2 separate regions of the Mus musculus genome follow, and region 2 is linked to region 1. A link is a contact called in public HiChIP or PLAC-seq data. All regions are on one chromosome and are shown on one strand. The core of a region is the stretch at or near the end of the contact, and the rest is flanking DNA. Distances in the headings are between cores, read along the strand shown. Region 1 holds the start of Tead4 (TEA domain family member 4). Region 2 overlaps Tulp3 (tubby-like protein 3).

Region 1 (4,730 bases), core at 1,819-4,318:
TACCATGGGGTAGTTTGCTGTATACTTTCTACTGGGATACAAGAGAAAATGCCTGCCTGCAAACATCTATCTGTATCACAGGATGGAAGACACCATCCAGATCAGACTGTTACAGTCTCCACACACATTAGATGAAAGTGGTTAGGGTCTCCACACCCAGATACTGGGCTGCACAAAGCAGGAGACATAATCCAACGTGAAGAGCTTGGGTTCCGGTCCCAACTCTGCCACTCAGAGCTTGTGCAATTCTAAACACGTTATGGTCCCTCCCCAGGTCTCAGTTTCCCCACAAAGGGGCTGGGCATTGACAGAGGCTCCAACAGTGCTCAGCAAACATGTCCTGAGGGCAGGCAAAAGTGGAAATGAGAATATGGGAGCTGGAGAATGAGAAGTACGTTACCTGGTGGCAAAGGGAAGTCTCCCCACCAAATGCCCCGTGCCATGGGCAAAATAAATACGATACACGGCAAGGTTTCCCAAAGGGTGCCCAGGGAACCATCACGCAAAATCCGCTAGTCTTACAAGACCCTGGGTCCAATTCTCAACATGGAAAGGGGGAGCAGGAGGGGGTTCGCCAAAGCAAGCTTAGGAAAACATAGGATCCACCATCTCCAGGGGCACCAGGATGTGCTGACAGATGCTTTGGGAACACCGAGTTTTCAGAGCAAGCTTTCTGCCCTGATTTTGGTTACTCACCCCTATCCCCACCCCCCAGGGTTACTCATCAGGAAACGGAGCCCAGGAGCCTTAAAGGTAGTGAATATCAAGATTCCTGCCTGAGTCTGTCTGACCCCACGCCTGTGAGTTTCTTAACCCATGATCTTAACCCATAAGAGTGTCTCTCTCCTAGGCATGGCCCGAGCAGGGTGGAATAGACTATCTAATCTATATCAGCAGGAGAGAAGGAAAGGTAAACACGAGCCCCTCCCCCTCGCTCCTGACAGGGTTCTCTGTTCCTTCCTTCCTTCCAAGAAACCCTAGCCATCACCTAGGAGTTGTGCTAATGAGCGAGAACACTGGTGCCAAGTCTGTCTGTGACTCTCACACCACTCTCCTGTCAATATCCTGGCCTCAGCTACCAAGTCCGAGGCTGCCTCCCCTTCCCAGCTGTCACTAAAGCATTCCCTATAGGGACCACTCACGTTTCCCCACAGAAACAAGGTAGCCTAGCTAACTGTGAAGAACGAGGGGGAAACTGAGGCAGAGGATCATCCAGTTTGGACCCAGTCTGGGTTCCAGAGCAAGACCCTGGCTATTGAGGAATGAGAGATTGTCTCCCCCTCATTGCTTCAAGGTTCCCACAGGTAGCACTGACTCCCCTGTCCTTGAAGACAACTTAGAAACACTACCAACCACTCAACAAATAGTATCCAAAGTGGTCAACTAAGCCTGGTAAATCCGACCTGTCATCCCAGCACTTAGAAGGCTGAGGTGAGACTGCTGTGAGTTCAAGGCCTCCTTGGTCTTTTGCTTCTGTCTCAGGAAAAAAAAAAAAAGTGGCAGGAGAATGAAAGCCACCTCTTACTAAGGTGGACGTATCATGCCAGCCTAAACTGCAGGAAACTTCTGTCTCAAAAGGAAACAACCTAACAAGCTCTTCTCCTTTTAGGGGGTCCACCCCCATAAACATGACCATCCTAGCCCCTAAGGGCAAACAAAGATCTCAGCTTTGCTTAGCCTACCAGCAGTTCCCTAAGGATTTTGCCAGAACAGGATCCACACTCCCTCACAGAGACAGCTGCCTGGAAGGGGGCAGGTGTAGGCAGCTTCCTGCCAGCAATGCTCAACCCAGCAGGGATGGCAAGAGGGGCACCTCCAACTACTACTGTCAAATTCTCCCTGAACACAAAGAACTTGGAGACATTGTCCCCTGCCGCGGTTCTTCAGGAAGAAGTCAGAGCCAGAACCAACATCCTCAGAGCGAGGACTTGGAGAGGAGAGTCCTGGAGAGGAGGCATCGCACACCCACGCCCACTCCGACACTCGGGATTTCAGACAAGCACCTTCTTCAAGTAGCGATGCACACAGGGTCGCGTTTAGCACAAACAAATCCTCCTCCTGGAAGCAAGGTGAGTCACTGCGCACAGATATCTCTTCCTCGGGAACACCCAAAACTTAAGGATGCTGGCGCAGTAATACCTATCTTTGAACTCACTCACTGAATCGGACGGAGTGTGGGTGTGCCTGGAGCCCCCTGACACGTGTGTGCACCGCGGCGCGCGCCCCTGGGCTGCCTGCTAGAGTATAGTGCCTTGGAGTTTGGGAACTCCGGTCCATCACTCCCATCACTTCTCACCGTGGGGAGCAACGGCGTCTCAAACCCTGGGGACCTCTGCACAAGGTCCAGGCAATACACCTCCCTTATGGGCTCTCTTCTCCAGGCAGAAAAGTAGAAAAGGGCCTGGCTGAGGCTCGTTAGTCTCAACTTCAGCCGAGCGACCCTGCTCTGTCCAGCCCCTAGACTCCACCGCCCGCACGTGCCCCACTGGCCCCCTAGTGTTGCCCGGGACCACGCGGGACGCGGGTGTCCTCCGAACTCAGCAGCCTTACCGGTCCCAGGGTTCGGGAGGCGGGGTGGGAGAGCTCGGCCGGCTGCGGCAGGTCCACGCGGGGCGCCAAGTCTTCCAGCCGCGGCGACCGCTGCGGGGCCCCGAGCGCGTAGCTGAGGCCGGTCCCCACCCCCGGGACTGGAGTTTGCAGAGGAGCCCGGCAGGAATGCACGGAATGGGCGCTGGAATGAGACGCGCGCGGCTGGGGAGGGAGCGGAGGGAGTGGCGCTGCCACCCGCACCTTTGGGAGGAGACCGGGCCAGAGAGAGGCTGGGCTCCACGGCTGGGCGGAGCCCGGGAACCGCGGGCGGCCACGGGACAGGACACGGCGGAGACACCCGGGAACCCCGCGGACCCCTCGGCGCCTCTCGCCGCTCGCACCCACACCCCTTGACTCTGATCTACCGATTTCCCGCTCTCATCCAGCTCCCCACACCCCCGGGTTGCGTTGAGTCCTAACTGTCTCTCCACCACCTCCAGCCGAAAACCGTCCCCTCCGCCGGGGTGGGGCGCGCCTCGCTGCGCTCCTGGAGTACGCGGACAGGAGCAGGAAGGGCTGTTCCCTTCCCCGAGGCTGCTACGGAGGACACTCGCTCCGGGAGCAGGAAGCAGGAACTCCCGGCTCTGCTCCCAGATCCGCCACCGCTTTCCCTCGCCAGCCCTCCCCAACATCAGTCTTTCAGTTCTTTCCTTGTCCCTTGGGATCTGCAGAACTGTCACTTCTCAAAGAGCAGGAAAGGAGAGACCAGTCATGGGTCTACCGGATGCTGGGAGAAATAATAAAGATTAGGTCCCAGCAGTGGTTCATAGAGAGCTGGAACTTAGCTGGTTACCCAAGGTACAGGACAGAGTCGCCATGAAGTTAGAAGTCTGAGTTTTAAAGAAGGGTGCCAGATCAATTTAGGAGAAACACGTGAGCTCGGGCTGCGAGTCTTTAGAACCATTTGGCTTAAATCAGTTACTACCTAGCTCCCGCATTCACCTTGTCACTTTGAGAAACTTAAAATCAAAGAAAAGCCTTCACTATTCCCCAAAATCAAACAATCTCTGAAGCACTAGCATTAAGCTTTTATTGGTGTGGCTCTCCCAGCCAGAGCTGGTGAAACAAACTCGGGCCAGCAGTAAATCTCCAGAATTATCTTATCGTTTGCTCAACGCTAACAACGCAAGATGGAGATACACATACTACATGAGGGTAGGGTAGCACGGGGAGACGCTGAAAGAAAGTATTATAAATGTCAGGGTTGTGACCGAGAGAGGCGATCTAAAGAGTCCACGGAAATGCCAGCATCACCACGGGACTGAGTATCTATCCAGCCTCGCAAAGCGAGGACTTTGAAGGATGCAGCCCTCATTTGGATGTATAACTTCTGGTGAGCTTATTAAATGGTGAGTCATAACAAAGCCTGGTCACATCCCATTCACATGAAAAGAACATTGCAAGGCAGCAAGCGTATCTGTGAGCGTGAAGTACAGACTGTCCCACCACTTAATTGGACACTCCTTCATTGAACCTGGTACCAAGCTCAGTGCAGAAACAGACCCCTGCCTTCAAGAGGTTCACTGTCGAAGCCAGACAGTAGTTCATTATTGCAAATCCACATGAATTTGAGAACAAAACCAACAGAATTAATTCAAGGCACTGGGGTGACTTTCCCCAGTTTAATGTCTACTCCCTGTGTGTGCTAGGCAATGCTCTACCAGTGTGCTATGGCCCCAGCCTTGATTCCTTTTGGTTTCTGAGACTGAGTCTACTGAGTTAATCAGGCTGACCTTGAACTCTCTCAGCTGCTCTGGCCTCAGCCTTAGGAATAGCTGGAATTCCATTACAGGTCTCTGCTACCAGGTCTGCGGGGTGACCTTGATCCAGCTCTTGATGGAAACCTGAGTTCACCAACCGCTGTTTCAGGAAGGTTTGGTGTGAAAATAAGAGCTAGTAGGTGCTACACACCAGTGGGGGTCCACATGTGAAACGACAGCAGGACCTGAAAACCAGCATGAACCAAAGACTAAGAGAGGTGAGCCCCAGACTGTGAGGCTCATACAAGCTATACTGAAGATGTGGCCGTCATCAAGGCCACGCAGACTCAGGACTCACTTTCTTGATTCTATCATTAGACCCTCTGATGACAGTATTGCATGCATATGGAGACCCCTGTCCTGTCCTAAATACAAGAAGTG
Region 2 (4,881 bases), core at 533-3,032, 34 kb after region 1:
GTGTAGTAGACAAAGTAGTGAAGAACAACTCTGCTAAAAAAGAGGTGATGTGAGTGTCTATCCTTCAAGCCAAGCTCCGACCATCTTGGGGTGTTTAGCTGCACCCTCTTGCAAAAGGACAATCCAAAGTGGGCATGCTGACTGTTTATAACCCCTCACATAGGGCAGGGGAGGGTCCCAAGACCCTCAGCTGAGTAGCTAGTCTCTGTCTACCACCTGTTGTAATTGCAAGCCTTGGGGACGCTGGAGGGCAAGGCTCCATCTGTGACACCAAGGGAAGTCCTCACATCTGCTGGGTGAGGCTTTTCAGCTGAGGTCTGTTGGGCGAAGAGCTCCCATTCCTGAGTAGCCCCTCCCCCCATGCTCTGTAAATAAACATTATTTCCACAGAGTGACCTTTGGTGGAGCTGGCCCTCAGTTTGTCACTGGCACCTTAGAAGGTGTTCATCTTGTTTATGCCTCCTCCAGAAAACCATCTGAGTAACAGGCGGGAGTAGGCAGTGGATAATTTTCAGAAGGAAAAATCATATACAATAACCACTAGGCTGTAGTCCACTACCTGCTTTCTCAGACAACAGCATAAACAACAACTGTTGCTAAGCATTCCCCCTTCAATGTCGAAGATGTTGAAACCCCAAACAAGCCTGGGCCACTTAGAATACAAGCCAGTGAGAGAAAGGAGGATGGATACCCCGTCTTAAGCTCTGCACCATCCTCACCGTGTTTTTGGAGAATCTCCTGAAGGTCTGGCTTGGGGGCTGTCTCCTCGGGGCTTTCCCCATCTGCACTCCCTTCCGTGCCTTCTTCTGGGGCAGGGGAGCCCACAGAGAGAACCTGAGGCTTGCTTTCCAAATCCTGAGCCTCTGGCTTAAGGAAAGCAGCTGGACCGTCGATGCCTAGGAGTCCAGAGGAGGAGAAAGGGTGAGAGTTAACCAGAACTGAGCTGGCCGGTTGCGGGGATGTGCTCCTATGGCTACCCAGGCCTGGGACCGATTCTATTAACGAACTTGGCTAACTCAAGCTTTGTTCAGAACCTAGGACTGAGACCAGGAGGTTGGGGGAGTGGCTCAGTGCCAGACAATGTTCATTCATTTGGAGAATTTTGAGGTTTAGTCATTCATTTCAGAAAGTACAATTCATTTTGCATCAGAATCAGTAGTTCTAGGGTGGACTTAAATTTGGAGGCATCTTCCACGTTTTTTTTTTTTTTTTCTCACAAAGACCCAGAAAGCGCCTCAGCATCCCCCCCCCCCCCGCCCCCGGCCTTATCTCGGGTCTGTGAAAACTGTACTTAAGTCAGAGGTGGCACTGTCTAAATACACACCGTGTAGGATGACGTCGCTGCGAGGCATCTGAGGGTCCACCAGAGGCGTGTGCTCCTCACTGCCTCGTGGCTTTAACCTTCGCAGCCTGGCTTCTGGGTTTGGCTGTACCATGAGTGGCTCAAGGCGCTTCTTTCTCTGCTTCTTCTCCAGCAGTGCCCTCTAGAGAGATAATGCGGCATTACAACACAGGGCCTACCCTCTTGGAATAGCTTAGACTATTTTTTTTCTGAGACGGAACGTTCCTATGGATTCCAGACTGACTTACAACTAGTAATCCTGCCCAGACCCCCCAAATCCTGGGATTATAGGGATGCACCCCCTCCCCCTAAGGCCAACCTCAGTTTTGCATTCTTGTTCGGTTACAAAAATTCAAAATCAAATGACCTTGACTGAAGTGGGAAGAAAGAAAAGGCACCTGGGACATTCTGAGCAGAGAACAAAGAGTCTGTGGGTAAAAGCAAGATGAAGAGGCAGGGGGTGGGGCAGGGCATTTGCTTTGTGTTCTAGTTACTGCTGCAGTGCTAAACAACAGAACCAAAAGTAACTTAGAGAAGAGAGGCTTAGCTTCCACTTCCACTCAAGTCTGGACAGGAAACTGGGGGCAAGAGCTAGAGTAGAGGCCTTGGAGGAAGGCTGCTTGCTTACTGGCTTGCTCCTTGTGGCTGGCTCAGTTTTCTCTTATTTACCTCAGGCTAACCATCCCAGGCATAGCACCACCCATAGTGGGCTGCATCTTTTCATATTAATCATCAATCAAGAAAAATCCCACCCCCAGGCTTGCCTACGGTCCAATCTGACGGGAGCAGTTTCTCAATGAGGTTCCCTCTCAAGTTGAGTCCAGCTTGTGTCAACAACTAACCTACACACCCTTTGTGTTCAAAGCCGTGGTTACCAATGAGTTTGGGGGTCGCTCATTTAGTCTCAGCTACTTTGGAGGCTGAAGCAGGAGGATATCTGCCTCTGCCTCCTAAGTGCTGGGATTAAAGGCTTGCGCCACCCGAGCCCAGCACAGGAAGATATCTTGATCCCAGGAGTTCATGTCCAGACTGGGTAACAAGGTAAAGTTAAGTCCCTCCAAACCAAACCAAACCAAACCAAAGCAAACCAAACCAAAGCAAACCAAACCAAACCAAACCAGTAGCAAGATAAAGAAAGCAAGAAAGTCAGGCAGAAAAGCATGAAGGGTCAGGAGAAGGTTCCAGTACAATGGAAAGGAAAGGGCTGGCACATGTACTATTTTTTTTTAAGTTATATTTACTCTGCGCATAAATGTTTTGCCTGAAAGGATGTATGCACGTGCTACAGTGCATGCCTGGTGCCCACAGAGTTCAGAGGAGGGAGTCAGATCTGGAACTGGAATTCCAGACGTCAGGGCTGTACAGTGAGACCCTGGTTAGTTTAAGTTAGAAACACTTTAGGACTGTTAAGTCATTAGGGAGATGGGAACTGGGCTGCATTTCACACCCACTGAGATGCTAGGAGCCAACACTAAGAGCTTGAAGATTAGACGCCTCCTCCTACACTTGGAAACATGAGATCAAATGCAGTAGCTCGAGTGGCTATAATCTTCGGGTGTCCATCTGGGGAGACGGGAGACAGGGACGGGGGAGTCTGCAGAAGCTCCAGCCAGCTAACCTCAATGGCTAGGTGGCTCATGCCACCCACGGCTCTGTCTCAAGCTGGCTGGACAGCTGAGGACTGAGACCCACAGGTTGCCCTATGATTTTCTCACACAGGAACAAACACACATCCACATAAGCCTGGTATGAGATGTGACCGTGCCCCATAAATATGTACAATTATTATGTGTCAATCAAAGATGAATGTGCCTCTTATAACCTGCCCTTGGTTCTTATTCAATAATTAGTCCAGTAAAGGAAACAAACGCAGCTGGGCAAGGTGGAACACGCCTGTAATCTCAGCACTGGGGAGGCTGGAGTCAGCCTGGGCTAGGGTGAGACCCTGTCTCAAAACTCCAACCCGTTCCCACGTCAAAAATAACTAAGTAGCTGGGCAGTGGTGGCGCACGCCCGCCTTTAATCCCAGCACTGGGGACACAGAGGCAGGCTGATCTCTGTAGTTCGAGGCCAGCCAGGAACTGCCATCCAATCCCCCGCTCCGAGAAACTGAGCTGTTTCCCCTGTTGCTTCTCTGCCACACTGGGATGTAACTTAGGGGGCTGCGCTGGCTACTTCTATGTCAGTTTGATCTAAGCCAGAGTCATCTGGGAAGAGGGAGTCTCAGCTGAGAAAATGCCTTTCTTTAAGATGGACCTTTAAGCAAGACTGTAGTGCACTTCCTACAGGGACCCTCACCAAACACCAAACAGATGAAGCTGTTAAATCTTGCACTTTAGTGTCTAAAACTGTGAGCTAAGCAAGTCTCTTTTTTAAAACAATGCACCCAATCTCACGTATTTTGTTATAGCAACAAGAGATAGGCCAATGCAACTTTTACTTCCTTATTTATTATCATTATTATCTTGGGTTACTGAGATATGGTTTCCCTACGTTGTTGGGGGTTGGACTATGGCTATGTATACAAGTGCTAAATTCTAAAACCCAATTCTGGTTGCTATCCAGGCAAGAGCGTCCATCCTCCATTATACCAATTGGCTTTTGTTGTGTAAGCCTTACTCCCCACTTTAAGGCTATTGGTTAATAAAGGGCTAGAGCCTGTGATTGGGCAGAACAGAGAGACTGGCAGAACCTGAGACCTGAGTGAGGGGTCTGGAGAGAGACCACAGGAGTTGGGGAGGGGAGAAGCTGGAGAGAGGAGGCGGAGGCTGCCATGAGACTGGATAGATTATGAGCTCGTGGCCAGGAGAAATGCCCCCGGAGGACAGGCTGATGGAGCAAAAGCAGCCCAGGCGAGACTCAAACAGCAGGGAACAAGGAACATAGAACCTGCCCAATCTAGCTTGCAAATAAACATCAGAGGTTTTTTTGTGTCTTTTATATGGGCTAACTAAAGTAAATAATTCTTTTATCCTCTTTGCTCAGAGTGGCAGTGAACTCCCAGGGAGCTGTCTCAGCCTCTCTGGGGCTGGGATTCCCAGTTAGTGCTACCATGCCCAGCTACAACATTCTTCTAAGCCTTATAGGAGCTAGGGGCTCTTCGCTGATTATTAATAAAACCGTGTATTGCTACCGTCTTCAAGTGTTGGCCCAGCGACTCCTAAGTTCACACAGTATTAATGAGTAACCATTAGTGACCCTGCCCTTCTAGTCCTGCTGTGAGACCCTGACGGGACTTCAGCACCAGCCTGGGCAGTCCTCCAGGAGCCCCTGCTCACCTGATTGTCCAGCTTCAGCTGCCGAAGCCTCAGGGTCTCATCGTCAAAGGCACTGTTTCAAAAACAACAAGAAAGAAAGCACATAAAGACAAAATCACTCTGAAAGCCTATTATTTCATTTTTTTCCATGTATACGTTACCATGGGCTAATTGCAACCAATCAATTCTCCTTTAGAGAAAGTGTCCATTCCCAGGTATTGCCTACTTTCACAAAAGGGCATACCTACTACCACACAGGCCCACCCACTACCACACAGCCTC

Evidence for each region. HiChIP or PLAC-seq counts read pairs in DNA pulled down with a chosen protein or histone mark.
Region 2: an H3K27ac HiChIP or PLAC-seq map of embryonic stem cells shows a contact between it and region 1, with 7 read pairs. The contact joins the enhancer-like site here to the promoter of Tead4 in region 1. A contact is called at or near these places in 1 of 15 datasets of contacts at CTCF or cohesin (the NIH/3T3 cell line), 9 of 484 Hi-C or Micro-C datasets (the AML12 cell line, embryonic stem cells, liver and 2 more), 5 of 115 datasets of contacts at active chromatin or transcription factors (embryonic stem cells, pancreatic cancer cells and stem cell-derived neural progenitor cells) and 3 of 9 other capture datasets (adipose tissue, liver and pancreatic islet).

Annotation. Positions count from the first base shown.
Region 1 is chr6:128,297,745-128,302,474 of GRCm38.p6, forward strand. It overlaps Tead4 (TEA domain family member 4), which reads right to left and starts at 3,069. Exons shown (of 12, transcript NM_011567.2): 1 at 2,551-3,069.
Region 2 is chr6:128,333,114-128,337,994 of GRCm38.p6, forward strand. It overlaps Tulp3 (tubby-like protein 3), which reads right to left. Exons shown (of 11, transcript NM_011657.2): 2 at 4,621-4,672; 3 at 1,325-1,484; 4 at 720-896. Among named protein-coding and RNA genes, the nearest start is that of Tulp3, 20 kb to the right of the region's middle. Within about 2 kb of position 1,783, at least 67 of the 459 cell types and tissues checked have an H3K27ac peak or open chromatin away from gene starts, as enhancers often do. A contact at or near this core is called in embryonic stem cells, where this site is marked.